2 separate regions of the Oryctolagus cuniculus genome follow, and region 1 is linked to region 2. Evidence: chromatin contacts called from public Micro-C data. All regions are on one chromosome and are shown on one strand. Each heading gives the region's core, a stretch centred on a gene start, on an enhancer-like site or on the middle of the called end of the contact. The rest is flanking DNA. Distances are from core to core; before and after follow the strand shown.

The links. Hi-C and Micro-C count contacts between places; a contact is called where the count stands out from the background.
Region 1: a Micro-C map of ear pinna shows a contact between it and region 2, with 4 times the contacts expected there. The contact joins the enhancer-like site here to the promoter of BARX2 in region 2. A contact is called at or near these places in 4 of 6 Hi-C or Micro-C datasets (ear pinna, embryonic fibroblasts, psoas muscle and 1 more).

The regions. Positions count from the first base shown.
Region 1 is chr1:123,622,242-123,626,993 of mOryCun1.1, reverse strand. No RefSeq gene overlaps it. Among named protein-coding and RNA genes, the nearest start is that of TMEM45B, 46 kb to the left of the region's middle. Within about 2 kb of position 2,338, at least 5 of the 8 cell types and tissues checked have an H3K27ac peak or open chromatin away from gene starts, as enhancers often do. A contact at or near this core is called in ear pinna, where this site is marked.
Region 2 is chr1:123,323,177-123,328,001 of mOryCun1.1, reverse strand. It overlaps BARX2 (BARX homeobox 2), which reads right to left and starts at 2,826. Exons shown (of 4, transcript XM_008259259.4): 1 at 2,255-2,826. The coding sequence starts at 2,441.

The DNA.
Region 1 (4,752 bases), core at 1,089-3,588, 300 kb before region 2:
CTGGCTTGGAAGCAGAGCAGTCGGGATTTGAACCAGTGCCCCGATATAGGATGCTAGTGTTGCAGGAGGCAGCCTAGTGTGCTGTGCCGCAGTGCCAGACCCAGACCCCAAACTTAAGAGTCCAGGGAGGGATGGGGATTGCGGTTCAGTGAGCTGCCACTCAGGACACCCACAGCCCGCATCAGAGCGCCGGCTAGAGTTCTGCCTCCTCTGCTTCTGATCCAGCTTCCTGTTAGTGCACCTGGAAGGCAGCAGACAATGGCTCAAGTCCTTGTATCCCAACCATCCACGTGGGAGACCTGGTTGGGGTCCTGGCTCCTGGCTTTGACCTGGTCTAGCCTGGGTTTTGTGTGCAGTTGGAGAATGAATCAGTGGATGGAAGATCTCTCTATGTCTCTATCACTCTGCCTTTCAAATAAATAAATAAAATCTTTAAAAATCCAAGAAACTTTTTTGAAGATTTATTTATTTATTTGAGAGGCAGAGTTACAGACACAGAAAGGGAGAGACAGAGAGAGATCTTGCATCCCCTGGTTCACTCCTCAAATGGCTGCAATGGCGGAGCTGGGCTGATCTGAAGCCAGGATCCAGGAGTTTCTCCAGGTCTCCTCCGTGGGTGCAGGGGCCTAAGCACTTGGGCCATCTTCCAGTGCTCTCCCAGGCCATAGCAGAGAGCTGGATCAGAGGTGGAGCAGCTAGGATTCAAACTTGGTGCCATGTGGGATGCCAGCTTAACGCACTGCGCCACAGTGGTGGCTCCCTCAAACAACTCTAAAAAGAGTTCATGGGAGTGGTCTGAGCAGCTTGTTACAGCTGCATGTGGCCAGCGGCTCTGAGTTAGGAGGTCTGGGGTGATGACCAGGAACCTGCATTTTAACAAGCACCCCTGGTGATTCCGGGGTGGAGCCTAGTTGGAGGGAATCCTTAAAGGCAACTGCATCAGAGGAGGCAGAGGAAGAAAAACAGCCTAAGACGCAGCAGGAGCAGAGGGAGAGCCTGGGAGTGACAGGGAAGCCATGCGATCGTGGGCTCTGGAACGCCCAGTGCATGGTGACTGGGTATGTGTGAAGGAGACCCCCCCACCCTCTGCAGTGGCCCAGGTCCGGATGTGAGGTGTGGGAGTGGGGGGGACCAGGGCGGCCTGAGTTTCCCGAGAGCAGTTTTGATTTCATCTGTTTTTACCCGCGTGGGTTCCACGTAAGACTGTCCTTGGAAAGTGGTCACTGCTACAGCAAGTTGGGAAAACAAAAAAACAAACCGCAATCCTAGCGACCAAGTCCCAGTGTCCGGAAACAGCTTAACCTCCTTGGGTAACTTTGGAGCAGTATTCCGTCTGGTCTGGATTGTCCCAGCTGTGAAAGCGGGAACTGTGGATGGCAGGAGCCCGGATCACTGGAACCAGGACCACTGCCTCCCAGGACCCGCAGGAGGAAGAAGCTGGAGTCAGGAGCCAGAGCAGGGATGCAAACTCAGATGCTCTGATAGGGCTCGCGGGCATCTGCCCTGCTCAGCTAGTTGCCCACTTTGGAATTTCTGAAAACACTCATGGGGGCTGGCACTGTGGCGTAGCAGGTTACACTGGCATTCCTTTTGGGTCTTGGTTCTAATTCTGGCTGCTCCACTTCTGGTCCAGCCCCCTGCTCATGTGCCTGGGAAAGCAGCAGAAGATGGCCCAAGTGCTTGGGCCCCTGCGCCCACGCGGGAAGCTCCAGGCTGCTGGCTTCAGCCTGGTCCAACCCTAAATGTTGCAGCCATTTGGGGTAAGAACCAGTGGATGGTAGCTCTTTCGCTCGCTCTCTCTCTCTCTCCCTGGGGGGCACTTATGAGTGGCAACATATTTGGAAGTTAAGTTAGGGACTTAATATGAATATACATGTGCATGGCGATCCCACTGCCGTCCGTAGATTTCTGTTTTTCTGAAGCCGTCTCAGGGGAATGAGGAGATTGCAAATGGAGTTCGGTCACCCCAAGCCACTTCTCAGGGGTGCCTCAGGATCTGAGGAGAAGCTGCGATGAAGTTTCGTTGAGGAAAAGACAGCGGCCTTGAGAGTGGCCGGGGCCAGGAGGACAGGCGGGGACAGAGCGCACTTGCCAGCAGCGTGGGGCGTCAGCCCCCAGAATGTTCTCGAAGCACCTGCCAGAGGGCGCTCCTCGCTCCCTCTCACCAGCTGTCCGCCGTTTATTAGTGGGCTCTCCGCAGCCAAGGGCGGGGCAGGCACACGGAGGCAGCGACCCCGCGGCGATGGCCACGCCGCCGTGCACCTCCCCAGGGTGTCACGGCGGCCGGCCCGACACCGCGGGCGCGCACGTGCGCGGGGCGCGCGCCCGGGCCGCGCCGGTGTTGCCGCCGTCGCCATGGAGACGGCAGCTGCCGCCGCGTCGCCTTTGAGTCCGCGCCGCCCGCCCGGGATCCATTTTGGAAGCATTTGTCCCCGCAGCGCCTGCTAATCTCCCTTGCGTTTGTAATGACTTTAGCGCCCCGCTTCTCGGCGCTGGCTGCGTTCCCACAGCTCGCTCGGCTCCGCGACCCCGGGTCCGCGGCGGGGGCGGCCCGGGGTCTGCGCGGACAGGGTGAGGAGGGGGCGCTGCCGTCTTCAAACGGGCGCTGGCTCCTGGACGCGGCCCCGGGACGGCCGGGCCGATTGAAGTGGCCCGGACTATGAAGCCCCGGCCTTTGAGGCGAGCCGCCCTGTCCGGGCCAAGAATAATTGAATGCATAGTTGATCTGGCGCACCAACAGCTGTAGAGCCGGGCGGTTTGGAGGGGATTAGGCGAGAGTGGGGAACGGATACTCCCGCCGGGGCTTCCAAATCCTCGGCCCGAATTCTACCAGCGGAGAGCACATGTTGAGACCCTGAGATGGCTTTTTAAGTCCGTTTCCCCCCTTTCCAAGCGACTCTGGTCAGGGCTTCCAAGAATTTTAAGTGGCTGAGGCAAGCGCCCTTGGGGTTCCTGCCGCTGGCTTCCTTTCAGTTCCCCCAAACCTTGCTTCATCCCAGACAGCTCGGGTTCACGTGCGCAGCCGGAGCGCGCTGGGAGGTGCCGAGGGCTGCTGCCGCCTCCCTCCCGAGGTCTACATTGCTGGCAGCTGTTGTAATGTCTACGTGCAGGGTTGGGGCCAAGTTCAGGTTAGGATGAAAGAGGAGTCCGGAGGGTGGCTGGATGGAGCCAGGACACTTGGGGACGCAAGGAACTCCCTTCTTGCGTGAGAAAAAGTTGGGGAAGAGAGACTCCAAATGGACCAAAAGTTTAAATCTTTTTTTTTAAAGAACAAATTCATGTAAGTATTAGGTGAAAACTTGGGAGTATTTCCGTGTTAAACCTTTTATAATGCTGCGATGGTAAGAGTTTCTGATGATGAGTCGAATTTCAGAAATCTCCCAAACCAGAGAAGATTGGTAAATTAATATCAAAACTTCTGCATGGCCAAAGCACCCTCTGCAAACACAAGAAACCGGATAAAACTATTCGCAACTCAGAAAATGGCTGATCTTCATAAAGAACTCAGGAATGCACATCAACAAAAGAGGGTTCATGGGACAGAAGACAGAGATGGCTCCCAAATGTATAAAAATGATGCTCAGTGTCAGTTATAATGGGAGCAATGCAAACTGAAACCACTCAGTGACACAATGTCTCACCTATCGGATTGGAAAAAAATCCAAAAGTTTGACAACACACTGGATCAGGCTATCATCTGTGAAGAAGTAGAACACTTTCACATTCATGATGGCAGGCAAAATGGAGAGCAATTTTGCAATATCTCAAAATTACAAAGATGTGACCAGGCCTCCCATGAGGGCTGAAGGGGCACTGGGATTTGGGCCATCTTCTGCTGCTTTCCCAAGCCGTAGCACAAAGCTGGATTGGAAGTCGAGTAGCTGGGATTCCAACCAATGCCTGTATGGGATGCCAGCACTGCAGGCGGCTGCTTTACCCACTGTGCCACAGCGCTGGCCCTGTTTTTTATTTTTATTTTATTTTTTATTTTTGACAGGCAGAGTGGACAATGAGAGAGAGAGACAGAGAGAAAGGTCTTCCTTTTTGCTGTTGGTTCACCCCCCAGTGGCCGCCGCAGCTGGCGCGCTGCGGCCGGCGCATTGCACTGATCTGAAGCCAGGAGCCAGGTTCTTCTTCTGTCTCCCATGCGGGTGCAGGGCCCAAGTACCTGGGCCATCCTCCACTGCACTCCCTGGCCACAGCAGAGAGCTGGCCTGGAAGAGGGGCAACCGGGACAGAATCCGGCGCCCCAACTGGGACTAGAACCCGGTGTGCTGGCGCCGCAAGGCGGAGGATTAGCCTAGTGAGCCACAGGGCCAGCCCCTACTACTGGTTTTTAATAGCCACAAATTGGAATACTGGAATATATCCATCAAGTGGGGATAATTAAATCATGGTACTTCGCTACAATGGAATATTACACAGCTGTAGGGAAGAATGAGGAAGCCCTCTAGGAACCGACGTCCGAGGTATATTAAATAATGGAGGTCAGGGGGCAGCGGAGTATACTCTATTACCCTCCCTGTAAATAAGAGAGAAAGTAAGAAAATGACTGTGTTTGCATTTGCCTTAGACTCTGGGAAAGGATGTACTAGTGAAGTGGATTAGTTATGTCTCTGTGGGTGGACAGGGAAGATAGTTACAGGATGGGAGTGAGACTCCACTGCCTAATTTTTTGTGCTAATTGATTTTTGAACCAAGGTAATACCTATTGCAAAACAAAATAAAAACCACTTTGGATAACAGACAAAA
Region 2 (4,825 bases), core at 1,577-4,076:
TCCACCCAAAGTGTTAAACATTTAACTTCATCCAGAAAAGAAACTAGTTTCCTTAGGAATGGCGGCAACTTATCGTACATTTCTTAAATTTCTGAAATAAAGATTATGTTCATCCAATTTAAGACTTTTGATTCTGAAGGCAACTGTTGAATACAACAACAACAAAAAAATGCTTTGAACGTCTGATATTAGTGAAACCCCCAAGAAGGCACTAATGGGATTCCCATGATCTAATACATGTCAAGGCTTTAACTGTAATCGTAAACCCACTGAAGGCTGATGATCTGAAAGTATGGGGCTATTGTAGCCAGTTTTTATGGGTTCAATTCCACTGGAAAATCCCAGTTTCTATATTTTAAATCTCAACTAGAGAAAAACCATGGCATGCTTTCAAAGCAACAATGTGAAGAAAGCAAGCACTGGACGAACAGGGCAAGAACAAACACCCCTGCTAACAGTCACCCTCGCCACAAGCCATCAACGAACTTCTCCAGGGCAAGGCTGAGCGAAACCTCAGCCCTTGAAATACATGGAGCTTACTTTCCACGCTCACGAACTACATGTGAATCATTTCATTTCCCTCTGACTATTTCCCACACCAGGTTCACCAAACCACAGAACTTACTCAGCCTGCACTGACAGGGTAACTGTTTACTAAGGCGATTTATTACTCTATTTCTGGCATGTTTGCTTCTATGATCCAATTCGGTGACTCCCATAAGCCAGAAAAAGCTGGCTTCAAGTTAATGCAGGCAAAGGCACTGAACAGGTTGCCAGCACTAGGCTATACCAGAGTGCTTGGGAGAAGTTGTTCGGTTTGGTCCCAGTCTGAGCACACTGTAGATTGCAGATGTGTGACTACTTGTGATTGAAACGGATCCTTGCAGATATTATAGTATATGATTATTTGTGCTCAAAACAAAATTCAGCCTACCTCCCCTCTGACAGATATATGTAAATTAGAAACATAAAGACTATTCATCCAAGGGTCACACATATGTAAAAATATCGTCACAGATCTCTACCTCATTTCTAAAATCTCTCATCGGTTTCTTATTTCATGTCTATATTGATTTAAATCAGTATTTTTTAAAATCAGTATTTCAGTGTCAGTGTTACGAGATTCGTTATGGGACAGCAGACCTAATTCCACCTTACAAATCTTACTTCAAAAGGTCAGTGAACACGGCACTCATTTTACAACCACAGGCGTGTAGGAACAACTAGCTTCAAAAAAGGACTTCACTGTGCGCGTTTATTATTTATGGGCTGATTGTTCTATTTAGGGCTACAACAGCACTGAAACAACAACACGCTTTTGGCTGCAACGTTCCAAAAAAAGTCATTCAAAGCGTCCGCTTTTCCCAAGGACGCATATTTCAATTAATTTATTTTCACGACACCGATGCAGCAAACATACCCTCAACGCTTCTTTTGGTTTGAAAATATCAAATTACCTTTAACAGAAATTCTGCTAAAAATTGATTCAATTTTTTTTTCCTCAAGGCACTCTGAAATTTGGAGCTTAATGTCCCCAAAACTTTTTTTTCCCACGTTTTTGGATTTATTTTCTACATAAGCCTACAACTTTGTCCAAGTTTTTATGAACTTATCGGTCTCAGCTCGTGTGGAGGGAGGAAAGCAGACCTGAGGAAGGTTTTCTGGGTGGGTGTGTGTGTGTGTGTGTGTGTTTTCCGCCGTCAGTTTTTAGTCATTTCACACTCACGGAGTCCGCTCCCCCACCGCGGGGCGCGCCGCAAGCGCCACGGGTGCAGACCCACTTCCCCCAGAGCGCTGTCACCTTGCCAAGCGCGGGGAACTCGCGGGTTTTGCCGCGAACCTCGGGATCGCGACCTCCTCACGACAGCCCCGGCGGGCCAGGGGCGCGAGGTGACAGGCAAGTGGAGAAACCCACGCCACCGCTTCCTGAAACCGCTCGTGGGGCGCTGCCTCGGGGCCCGGGCTGAGCTCTCACTGACAAGCACAGCCCGGAAGCGGCCGGCGTGCTCGGCGAGGCAGCACCAGCCAGGCCCCGCACCCGCGGCGCCCTCCTAGCGCACGGCCGCCTGTGCGCCACCGACCCGACGCCTGGCCCTGCCCCGCCGCGTTGCAGACGCCTCGCCTCGGCCACCGCCGGGGAGTCCGGACCCCGCGCAGGGGCGCAGGCAAAGGACCCCCGGGCCCCTGCCTGCGGCCCTCGGGTGGGAAAGCACAGGCGACCGCCCACGCACCCCTCCCCCAGCGGGCGTCTTACCCGGACAGGAGTGCAGGGGCTTGGGGCGCACGACCAGCGACGGGCACACGGAGTAGAGCGAGAGTTTCTCAAAGTAGTCGCAGGTCTCCTTGGACAGGATCTCGTCGATCATGAAAGTCTTGTAGCGCCGCCTGGCTGCCTTCAGCTGGCCGGGCGAACTCAACCTCAGCTCGGCGTGGCAGTGCATGGTGAGCCGCGGCGAGCGCCCGCCGGCCCGAGCGCGGCTGCGAGGGCACGGGCCGGCCGGGGCCGCGGGGCTGGCGCGCCGGCGAGGGGCAGGGGGCCTGAGCCCCGCTCCTCAGCAGCCGGGCAGGCGGCGGGGGGCTGCGAGCGCCGAGGGCAGCGGGCACCGGGCGCGCCTCTCGCGCGACTACACACACCCGAAGACCAGCATCTTCGCAGAGCCTTTTGGGGACAAGGCGGCTGTCAATCAGCGCTCACTTCCTGCGGACCAGGTGCCGGGTGCTTTAGCCGAGGGGCGTCGGCGCCCACCCCGCCCCCGCCCGCCCGGGAGACCCGCGCGCCAACCTGCGCGCCGCGTGCCCCGCCGCCTCCCGGTGTCTCACACTCCCAGGCCGGCGTCTCTATTTTAAGACACCCAGCTTGGGCTCTCCTCCCCGCCCCCTCTCGGGACAGGCTCCAGGTGTGCGCAGGGCGTGCGCGCGCGCGCGTGTGTGTGTGTGTTGCGCGGCGGAGAGTGCGCACCGCCCCCGCTGGGGACCACGGCCCGGGGAAGTGCCCAGTGCGCACCTTCGCCCCATCTTGGGCCCACGTCTGCCCGCCGGCTCCCGACGCTTGCACAGCGGTGGGCTAGTGCGTGCGCCCAGGTCTTACTGGAAAGAAGTCGATTTTCGGCCAAGGCCCCTGGTGCTGCGGGCCCCAGCGCCCAAGCCGCTGCGAGCCCCTGTGTCTTTCTCCTTTCCCGCGTGGACTACGCCCGAGGACCACGGCTCCGTTGTCATCAGTTGGGAACCCCGCAGCCCTGGCCGACCTCGCATTTGCGCTGAGCTAGCAAACAGAAAGGCACCACCAAGATCCTACCCCATAAATGATCGTGGCCCCGGCCGTTATCCCTGCCATAAGCCACAAATTAGTAATAAAAGCGTGCGTTCTTTCCCGGTGTTTAAACTCTGGTTATAGCCCATTTTTCCGCTTCGGCAAGGGCCAGCACAGCGCGTTTCCAGGCTGCCCACGGGCCCTGGTGCAGTGGGCCCCACGCGAGCGGCTCCCAGCGCCGGGTACTCCCTGAATCTGAGCAGGTCCCTCGAGACGCGACAGGGCGTGGGCAGCCACGGAGACCCGTGTTTCCCGAGCAGTTTGACTTCTTCCCCTGAGCTCCTACTCTCTGAGTCTGTCCAATTCGTATCCGTGCGAACTTTCGTTTTCAATCGGAATTGTTGGGTGAGGGGCCCCCGCCAGGCCTCCGAGCCCGAGGGGGCTCAGCGCGCGGCAGTCGGCGGGCAGTGTCCGGGGCGCGCCCATTTCCACGACTTGTCTCGGGATTGGGGTGTTCAGGAGTGGAAGGAAAGCGAACGGAAGGGACAGACAGTGCGAACTAAAGACGGCCTTGGCCAGGGCTGCTGACGCCCGCTCCCCGCTCCCGACCTGGACGGGGCCCCGAGTCTTGCCGGGCTCCCCGAGGGGCCCCAGGTGGTCGCGGGAGCGAAGTGGCTGCGGCGCCTGAGCCGGTAGTTAAACTCGGAGGAGGGACACGCCTAGGGACTCACAATGCTGCACTTAAGAGCTATTAACAGGCCAATCAAGCCGAGCTTTAGACAGGGCCCGCTGTGCGTCTTGGAGGAACTCCCTTGCAGAAATGTGCGTGCGTGCCCGGGCTCCCCTCCCTCCTCTCTGTTTTAGATCGTTTTCCTTGATTCTTCTCCGCGGAGGCAGCTCGTTCGAGGGCCGCTGAGAACGACCGCCAGCGGCGCGCGTCCACTAGAAGAGACCCCGGGTAGCCGCAGCGGGCCCTGGCGCGCCCTTGCTGTCGCGGCGGAACCAGGCGGCCTGTCCTCTATCGGGTACGGCGCTGCGCGCAGCCGGGGCCCTGACGCCGGGACGAGCCGCCCAAAGGCTGTTCTGAGCGCGGAAGGAGCAGGGACCCCGCGCGCTACACACAATGACCTGGGTCCCTCCCAGGAGAGCTGCATTCGTTCCCAGGGCCACTCCGGGCGTGGAGTCGTCTTCGCCTCCGGGAAAGCGGAGTGCTGTGGGCAGCTTCCACCACGTCCCCCAGAGACTGTTTTGGGGAGGGTGACCCAAGTGCAGCGCCTACTAAGGGTCGGGCTTGGAGCGTCCGGAGCCCCGGACCGGAGCGCCGGCCCGGCGACAGAGATGCGGCGAGGGGCCGAGCCCCTGAGCGGGTGCTCACCGACAGCGCGCCGTGCGGGTTATCCTTGGGCCAGGTCCTCGCCCTGCCCTCCTGCTCCTCAATTTCTTTCTCACTCTCGAGCTATTCCAGTCTTTCCAGGACCACTCATTCCCTGCAGATCCCCTTTCCCCCAGTGTTCCTGCGCTTTTAGCCTGTTCTTTCCCGGGATTCCAGCTTCTCTCTTCTCTGTTCTGCCCTTC